Regions from separate parts of the Mus musculus genome. Here regions 1 and 2 are each linked to region 3. Evidence: chromatin contacts called from public promoter capture Hi-C data. All regions are on one chromosome and are shown on one strand. The core of a region is the stretch at or near the end of the contact, and the rest is flanking DNA. Distances in the headings are between cores, read along the strand shown.

Region 1 (3,126 bases), core at 347-2,846, 1.5 Mb before region 3:
AAGAAACCTCAGTGATCCACGGTATGGGTTTTTGGTGCACGGCTGGCTGGGTTAGCGCCTTTATTCCTTCGTCAAACACACATTAGGCACTCTTATGTGCACAGTACTGTTAGCACATTAGTGTGTACTCATTCGGAGGAGAGCAGCAATTCTGAGGCTTCCTGGAAACCTTTGGCTGAAGAGTGACGGTTTCCTTAGGAGGCCCGCTGGACTTCTTCCCTTGGAATTGTTCTATCTCTCAAGGTGGCTGGAACAGGAAGCTTCCTTCCCCGGGGGTTAAGTAAACTTGAGAACAAAGTGAAAAGCCTATCGCAAAACCGCCTAGGGAGACGCCACAGGAACTTAGGAGCGCTAGGGAGTCAGTCCCCCAGGCCATCTTGTGTATAAGCTGACTTCTTAGAGACAAGATAATAGAATTTATAGAGCTAGGAGTTCCTAGCCCTCCGGTCACAAAGATCCCAGGCTCCAGCCCTCAACCTTAGAAGGTTCTTGTGCAAAAAAGATCTTTTGGGATGATTGCATACATTGTCCTCTGACAATGCAAACGTGACAGCTGCCTATCCAACAACCGTTCCGCCTCTGTTCGCCAAAGTTCGTGCCACACAGGCTTCTCCTGCGCTATAGTTATGCAACCTCGCTCGCAGCGGGAGTTATTTCCTGTGCTGCTGGATGCGCCAGATTCATGTAACCCGCCTACCCCGGGCTTCAATGGAAGCCGTTCTCCATTAACAAGCACTCGTGCTTCCAGAGATGAATGCCCAGCATTGCATGCTGTTTGCGCAGTGAGGATCGCGCTGCGAGGTATTGAAACCAACTCTTTCTACACACACACACACACACACACACACACACACACACACACACACACACACACACACACATCACACGCACACAACTACCCTTGTGCAAGAAGCAAGGGAACTGCAGCAATGCAACTAGAGGGACAGCAGGAGGAGCTCGCTTTGCAGTCCTGGCCTGTAACCCCCACTAAGAGATGAACTCATGCCAGTTCCATTCTTTGCAAGAAAAACACAACACACGCGCGCGCGTGCACGCGCACTGAGCAGTACGGAGTGGCCTCCCGATTTCTTCCCCGAGCACACGGTGTGCTGCCCGCTTGTCCCGGCAACCCGGATATCCCAGGCCGAGTAACGGGGACTTGAGCGTCGCAACAATGCCAGTCCCGGAGCAGCTCGGCTCACAGCTCCCACCCCCGCCCCCTTTCCTCGGCGTGCCAAGAGTTTGGAGCGCGCGCACGCACACGCGCGCGATGCAGTGCAGCGACATATCCCTCCGCCACCCTCCTCGCCCCGCTCCCGCTGCCCGACGATTTGGGAAGCGAGGGGAGGAGGGAACTACTTTCCTGAAACTTGTTATGCTGCCCACGATCCAGAGCTGCAGTGATTCGACTGCGGGCCGCGGCTTTTAGGTTTCCCCCCGACCCCTCAGAGGCCCCGCGCCTCCGGCTTGCAGCCGCGCCCCACGTCCGCCCAGCCGCACCCGCGCGAGCCCCGGCGGCCCAGAAGTCGCGAGGGACTACTTCGCCTGCCTCTCCCGCGGGCGCCCCCGGTTCGAGCGGCGGAAGGAGCGGGCGGCGTGAGCGCTTCCGCCGCCCCCCTCGCGGCTCCCCTCTCGCGGGCGTGAGGAGCGGGCCGCCGAGCAGCGCTGATCTCGGCCCTCGTCGCCGCCGCTCGGCACTGTGCCCTCGGGCTCCGACGCTCGCCTCGCGCCCTGCCTGCGGCCCCTCAGCTGGAGCGCGTCCGAGGCAGCCCCTGAGGGCCGACCAGGCGCGCCGCGCGGGCAGCCGGCGGCCAGGCGGGAGATGGTGCGCGGCACCTCGGCGGGACCGCGCCGCCTCCCGCAGCCAGCGCTCGGCTGCCCCCCGCCGGCTCCCGCCGCCCGCCCGTCGCCGCGCCCCTGAGAGCAGCACCGCCTCAGCCACCGGCCGCGTCCCCCTCAGCGCCCGCAGTCGCCCGCGCCGTCTCGGCTTCGCACTCGACCTCGGCGCGGCAAACCGCTGGGGTCGCCACGGCCGCGCTTGCTGCCGCCGCCCCCCTGCGGGGGTGGCCGGGCTGCCCGGCTCGCGGGGCACCGCTCCGAGTGAGGCATCCACCATGGTGAGGCCCCCGAGCCGCTGCCCGCGCGCCCCGCCGGCCGTCGTCGCCCGCCGCCCCTCGGTGCCGCCGCTGCCGCTGCTTCCCTGCCTGCTGTTGCTCCTCCATCTCCTGATCGGATCACGGTGAGGGAAAGATGAGCGAGGAGACGGCGACTTCTGACAACGAGTAAGCGAGCCCTGGCCTGGTTGAGCCCGGGGGGCAGCCCCCTCCCCCCAGCCCGTCCCGCCCGGGAGGTGATAGATGCCCGATGTGTCGGGCCATTTTCTTTAATGGCAGCACCCCTTTTCATTCGTGCATTTTCGCCTCTCTGCTTGGGGAAGGGTATCGAGTGCAGTGCAGAGGCGGCGTAGCAGTCGGACGTCTCCGAGACAGAGTAATAATGTGGGTAGCTCAAAGTGGAGTAGAAACTACCCTTTGCCTGCCCTTCACTCCGGCGTCAAACCCGCCCCCCCTCCCCAAACACCTTGAACATCCAGCCACCCTGCCTCTACAGCTATTTCGCTCGGAAACTAATGTGTGGGAGCACCTCCAGCCGCAAACTGCTCTTGAATCCTAATTCGATGACTCAGTGACTCCTAAATACCGATTAAGCCTTCGCCCCCCGCCCCACTTTTTAAACTTATGACCTATACTATTCTAGTAAAAAGATAGGGTTAGGGAAACATTTTAAGAATTAAATAGGATTAAGGACACCTGGAGTGTGGGCGATGTTGAGCTATTGTGTTTTTTTATTATTATTTTTTTAACCTTCGAGAGTATTGAACCCGTCTTAATCAAGAACAGAGTAATTAAAAATTTTGAATGCTAGGGTTTGGCTTCCGTCTGTGATAAAGTACGGTTTACATTGCCGAACGCGTTGGTGACTTCATCAGAGCTTGATCCATAAGTTTTTGCTTTTTTGGACTGTCCTTAGGTTTTCCAAATGAATCACCGTGCCTTTTAAATATTTTGCTTTAATGTAGCAGCCTCTTGAAGGAATAATGGGGCTGTAAGAGTTTCCTGTTGAGAG
Region 2 (3,040 bases), core at 150-2,649, 1.0 Mb after region 3:
ATAAACAAACAAATAAATGTGATAAAACTGTTTTTAGATTATAACTTGGAACAGAAATCTAACTCTATTCTTGCATGCATTTTTCTTGATATAGGCAAACATTGTACTTCTGAGCTATAGCACATCTCCAAATCTGTAATTAAATTTTTGTTTGTTTGGTTTTTCAGACAGGATTTCTTTGTGTAGCCTTAGCTGTCCTGGAACTAGCTCTGTAGACCAGGCTGTCCCTGCATTCACAGAGATCCTCCTGCCTCTGCCTCCCTAGTCCTGGGATTAAAAGTATGTGCTACCACCGCCAGGCTTATAATTAAAACTTTTAATCAGGCTTTTTAAAAAAGAGGTTGGCCAGGCGGTGGTGGCGCATGCCTTTAATCCCAGCACTTGGGAGGCAGAGGCAGGCAGATTTCTGAGTTCAAGTCCAGCCTGGTCTACAAAGTGAGTGCCAAGACAGCCAGGACTATACAGAGAAACCCTGTCTCAAAAACAAAAAAAACAAAAAAAAGAGGTTGGGTGCAGGTTCCCATGCTTGTGATCCCAGCACTTGCAGGCAGAGGCAGAATTGTAAATTCAAGGAAAGACCTTTATTACCAATATCAAAAGTAAAATAATTTGTAACTATATCAAAAATGTCACTTCAGGGCCAGTGAAATGACTCGGTGGGTAAAGGTATTTGCTACCAACCCTGAGAAATTATAACTAATAACTAATAACTAATAACTAATAGTCCTAGTTCTCTCACAGACCTTAAAACCTACATCCAACTTTAACTTTCACCAATGCCATGTTTATATGATTCAAACCGGTAAAGAGTTTACAACTCAAACATACTCTATGGAGAGCGTAAACATGTCACAAGACAAAGTTTCTTTCTTGTTTACAACAGTTACATACTCTTCACTGTCATTAAATCGGGAAATATATAGAGAGCGCCACCTCAGGAATTCTCCACACGTACCTGGACTTGAGAAAACCTTCTATGCCAACCAAAAAGGGCTCTAACAAAACGACGTTGTTTGTGACTTCTGGAAGACAAAACGGTTTTGAGAAGAAATACCTGCCAGCAGATTCATCTGCCCATAAAACTTAACAAAATGGGTGGGGCTCAGCCAAGGGCGCTGGGTTAGCTCAGGCGACGGCCTGGGTTTGAAGCCCAACTCGGGAAAACAAAACAAACCCCTCCCTCCCCTGGGCAGTACTGTCCCCCATTCCTCATCTGCCTCTGGTCTATCTTCCTCACAAACTACCCTCGCCTCACTCACTGGAGAAGGCCAGGGCGCCGAGGGACCGCGACAGGTCCCAGGCGAGGTGCAGGGTGTCGCCGAGCACCGCGTAGCACCGCGCGCAATGAAACACGGCACATCTCTCCGGCTCCAACCACGCAGGCAGCCGCAGGTCGACAGGTGACGCCTTCACCTTAGACTCGGAGGACCCGAGAGGGGAGAACCCTTCCACCACCTGAGTGTCCCACTCCATGGAGGAGGTAAGAGAAAAAGGTGTATCACAAGAGTCACGACGTGACTGGGTCTCCAAGAAGCGAAGACTGCGGCGCGAGAGAGTCGCCATATTTCTTTGAAGCGCGCGCCTCTTTCTCGCACGCTCCAAGTCCCGCCCACCTGTCTCCCTGCGTCTTCATTGGACAATGTTCCTGAAAGACACGCTCTCAATACGCTCAGCGCCAGCATATTGGTATAGTTTGCGGAATAGCGGTCTTCAGCCAATCACGCTACTGGCCCGCATCGGAAACCCCACCCTCGAGGCAGTTCAACCAATGAACTTACAGCAGTCTTAATTTAAACTCCATATATAAGTCGGCTTGTCAACGTCTTGGGTGGCGCCAGTTTTGAGCCGCTCTGTTTTGAGTTGTGTGGCTGTTTTTCTGGGAATCACCGAGATTGCAGAACGCGATGACCGTCCCCTCTGCAGAGGAGCTGGACTCCTTTAAGTACAGCGACCTGCAAAATTTAGCCAAAAGGCTGGGCCTCCGGGCTAACATGAAGGTACCGTGCTGGCTGGCGGTGCGGGCAGTTGGGTGGGCGGGGTAGAAGAGACCAGGGATTTGGGGGACAGGGCGCGAAGTGACTGAGAGGAAACCCCCGAGGGACGTTATTTTGGGAGGAGTAGGTAGGTTTTGTTCACAGTGACTGGAATTTGTTAAACGAAAGAAAAGCCGAGGCTGTTACTCTAGTTGGAGGCTTTTTTTATTATATTTGGAGAACTTATAAAGACTTTTTGTTTTTTGGTTTGGTTTGGTTTTGGTTTTTCAAGACAGGGCTTCTCTGTGTAGCCCTGGCTGTCCTGGAACTCACTCTGTAGACCAGGCTGGCCTCAAACTCGGAAATCCACCTGCCTCTGCCTCCCAAGTGCTGGGATTAAAGGCATGCGCCACCACTGCCCAGCTCTTATAAAGACTTCTTAATGGAAATGCTAATACTTCCTGGTACCAAATGGGAAACGAAGGCCCATAGGACGTAATCAGTGTAATTTCCATGCCAGTTATTAGGCAGTTGAAGAAAAACTACTTTAAACGACTTCTTCTGAAAAACTCTACTTACTGTTCAGTAAACTATGACACTACCTTCACTCTCGTGAACCTTTAATGGGATGCCTGTCCACCGTGATCTAGTATGATTGTCCATACATTAATCACTATTGTGATGGTGGTCTTTTTCAAAACCGATAAGGTCTTTGAATTCTGAGTTTGCAAGGTGTTCAGAGAAAATGTGGGGATTCATTGTGAGATTGGACTTGCTATATTGAAGCTTGCCCACATGTATATACCAGAGATTTGTACAGCAAACTGCTATTTGCACTAAATCTCTAATTAGTTGTCATAAATGTTTTTAAATGGTTTAAATAGAATAATGTGGCCATAGGTACACCTTTTATCTGGCTGAACGGCACTGAAGAGTACTTAGAAATGTTTCTGAGTTTAGTGCTTAATGGCTCCCCAACTTATTGTCTAAAGCTTAGTCCTTCAGGTTTTTGCTATCTTCTCCTCTTCCTCCTCCCCCCCCCTTTTTTTTTAATGAAATAAAGTCTC
Region 3 (3,120 bases), core at 238-2,737:
CCCTCTCTACTCCAGAGCCTAGTTGGAAGTTATATGCTCAAATGACTAATTTATCTGTTTCTGGTCTGGGTATCGACGCCCTGACATTCCTTGTTTGTTTGTATACCCCCGCCCCAACAAACGGAGAAAAATTTGACAGAATGGGCTATGTACACCTCTAAGGAGACGAGAGAGGGAGGGAAGATTGAGTCTTAAGGGAGAGGCAGTGCAGTAAGGAAGAGAGTGTAGTACAGGATACAGCAGTCCTGGAGAGCAGTGCAGTATTGTTGCGAGGGAGAGTAGAGCAGCACGGGAGGGAGAGGGAGGCAGGTTGAAAAGAGAACAAGCTGGACACAGGTAAAGACAGAATGAGCAAGAGATTGAGAAAGAGCCAGAAGATTAGGAAATAGAAAAGACTGCTAGAGTGAGTTTGAGGCCAAGCAGAGCAATTCAGGGGCTGGGAGAGAAGCCAGATTGAGTCAGTCAGCTGGGAGAGGAGTTTGAGCCAGAACAGCTGAGTTGAACCAGCCAGGTAGACTTCAGAAAGAACAAGAAAGGGTGAGCTTATTCAACAAAATTGAGAGGCTGACCTAGATTAGATCTTATGGAGGCTAGAATTTTCTAGGAGTGGATCTAGGTCAGCAGATGGAGGCAGTAAGCCCCTCAGACAACAATCACAACAGGAGAATAAAAGTTATTTTTATAGCCTGATCTACAGAGCGAGTTCCAGGATAGCCAAGGCTACACAGAGAACCCTTGTTTTGAAAAACAAAAACAAACAAAAAACAAAAGCAAACTTTTTATTGTGAAGTAAAGTTGCCCTGGATGGTCTTGAAGTCTTGGTCCTCACATCTCAGTCTCCAGAGTAGCTGAACTATAGGCCTGCATTACCAAGCCTTTAGCTCCAGTGAGACAGGCAAAGCGCTTACCCTGTTTGTATTCTGTGTTAGATCGTAGTTTACAGGACATCTGGTAGGCTGCATGAGAGAACAAATGGTACACTTCCAAGAGAATTTAAAGGAAGTTGGTCAAAGTTGAGAAGTTGTAGAGGTCAAAGGGCTTGCTGGGGAAAGGAAGTGCAGTGCTAAACCAGGTCTTGTGTAAAAGAGAAAAACGAGAACACAGTCTTTCCACAGGAAACAGCTGGGTGAGAGTGGCCTAAGGATCCCTGGACAGGTGTTAAGACCTGGGGCTCAGACAAGACCTAGGCGTAGCACAGTTAATTGTTCGGAGCAACCCAGAAGAGTAATGTACTCAAAGACACGTTATGAAACTGAAACCATCAAAGAACCTCTTGTTAATAAAGTGTCTCTCCCTGGGTTCGAAGGCTTGTCTTAGAAAGGAAACACAGAGCAAACTCGAAGTGCCTGAGCACGCTGCAGTGCTAGGACAACCATTGGTCCTTGCACCTCAAACCTGAAACTACAACTCCCATTGTGCATTGCGCAGCGCGTGCTTAAACCCGGGATACACTACAATCCCCAGAATGCTTTGGGAGGAGCGGGAGCGGGGAGCGGCGAGGCTACGTCTGCGTCAAGAGACGTTAAATTTGAAACTTGGCGGCCCGTGCGTGATGGGGGCGTGAGGAGGCTATTCTGAGAAGGAATCGGGTGCGTGGTTTTGTTTAGGAGCACGGGGTGACGATCTTCGCAGCTCCAGAGCCAGCTGAAGGTTGAGGGAGACTCAGTTAGCACTCGGAGGATAAAGGTCTGCGGAAGGGCGAGAGCAAGTATTGGGAATGCAGGATGGCGGAGGCGAGGTAAGGACCGGACGCAAATTGCTGCCGCTGGGTGCTCGGCTGGCGAGGGGAGGATCGAGGAGGTCGGCCAAGAGCAGGTCTCCCCAAACCCCCTTCCCAACGGCGTGGAGCCCTGCATCCAGCCAGGGGGCAAGACTGGGAGAGTTTGGAATTTGCCATATGATCTGGTTCTGAAACTCACCTCAGCCGTTTTTATTTGACCTTGAACATGTTTACGGAGGGGTGGGGGCACGCAGATATTAATGCTGCTTTATGGAGTTCTGGGAGGATTCAAGATGTTTGTAAAGTACCTGCTTTCAACTAATAAGTGTTCTCACTTTGCTAGCAGCTTAGGGATCTGAAGAGCAGAGCACTTGCAGCTTTTCCTCATCATAAAATATAGAGGGTTTTTCTAGGTTAGAATTTAAGATGCATTTCAATTATGGAACTTATAATAACTGGGTAATTGCTGTCATAAGCTGTCATTCATGGAAGAGAATTTATCGACTACCATTTTGAGCACTGAAGGCGAACAGTAAAAGACACAAAATCCCAACCTTTGTGAAGCTTAAGTTCTGGGGAGGAATGAATCGGGGTGTGTGTCGCGGATGGGCAATAAGACATGTTTAACATCAGATAGAATCAGTATTAACAAGTGTAAAGCAAGAGAAGACGGCATTGGAGGTAGAACTAGTGTGGTTTCAGAAGGGTTTGGACATGTAACTCAGGAAGGGCACTTGTTCAAGGTACATAAGGCCTTAGTTCATTACCCAGCAATGAGGCTTGGGGGTGGGGGAGTCGGGGCAGAGGGAGATTTGAACAGAGGCCTCCCTGATGAGATGGCACTTGGGTCTGAACTAGAAGGAACTAGTCACGGACAGGTGAGATGGCTCTGTGGATAGAGATAATTGCTAACCAAGACTGAGGACCTGTTTGGTCACCCCTCCCCCACCCCCGAAACCCCATGGTGGAAGGAGAGAAACAACTCTAAGGTTGTGGCCTGACTTACACACACACACACACACACACACACACACACACACGGCGGGGGGGGGGGGTGAGAATAAATACATTTTTGTTTTGTTTTGTTTTTTGTTTTTTTCGAGACAGGGTTTCCCCTTATAGCCCCGGCTGTCCTGGAACTCACTATGTAGACCAGGCTAACCTCGAACTCAGAAATCCGCCTGCCTCTGCCTCCTGAGTGCTGGGATTAAAGGCGTGTGCTACCATCACCCGGCTTGTTTTGTTTAGTTATGTTTTGTTTTATAAATACATTTTTTTTTTAAAAAAGAGCTAATCATGTACGTATTTAGAAACAGGAGTGGATGCTGCTACTGGTGTCTCATTGTCAGTGGGAACCCATGTCAGACATAAAGCTGCTAGTTTTCTGTTTTTTGTTTTTT

Evidence for each region. Promoter capture Hi-C pulls out the DNA fragments that hold promoters and counts their contacts.
Region 1: a promoter capture Hi-C map of liver shows a contact between it and region 3, with 3 times the contacts expected there. The contact joins the promoter of Spred1 here to the promoter of Bub1b in region 3. A contact is called at or near these places in 2 of 39 promoter capture datasets (liver and stem cell-derived epiblast-like cells).
Region 2: a promoter capture Hi-C map of pre-B cells shows a contact between it and region 3, with 4 times the contacts expected there. The contact joins the promoter of Nusap1 here to the promoter of Bub1b in region 3. A contact is called at or near these places in 1 of 39 promoter capture datasets (pre-B cells) and 1 of 115 datasets of contacts at active chromatin or transcription factors (microglia).

The regions. Positions count from the first base shown.
Region 1 is chr2:117,119,475-117,122,600 of GRCm38.p6, forward strand. Spred1 (sprouty protein with EVH-1 domain 1, related sequence) reads left to right here and starts at 1,597. Exons shown (of 7, transcript NM_033524.3): 1 at 1,597-2,282. The coding sequence starts at 2,251.
Region 2 is chr2:119,616,899-119,619,938 of GRCm38.p6, forward strand. It overlaps Nusap1 (nucleolar and spindle associated protein 1), which reads left to right and starts at 1,400. Exons shown (of 11, transcript NM_133851.3): 1 at 1,400-1,997. The coding sequence starts at 1,905. Oip5 (Opa interacting protein 5) reads right to left here and starts at 1,607. Exons shown (of 6, transcript NM_001042653.1): 1 at 1,260-1,607; 2 at 956-1,022. The coding sequence starts at 1,563.
Region 3 is chr2:118,596,724-118,599,843 of GRCm38.p6, forward strand. It overlaps Bub1b (BUB1B, mitotic checkpoint serine/threonine kinase), which reads left to right and starts at 1,488. Exons shown (of 23, transcript NM_009773.3): 1 at 1,488-1,738. The coding sequence starts at 1,725.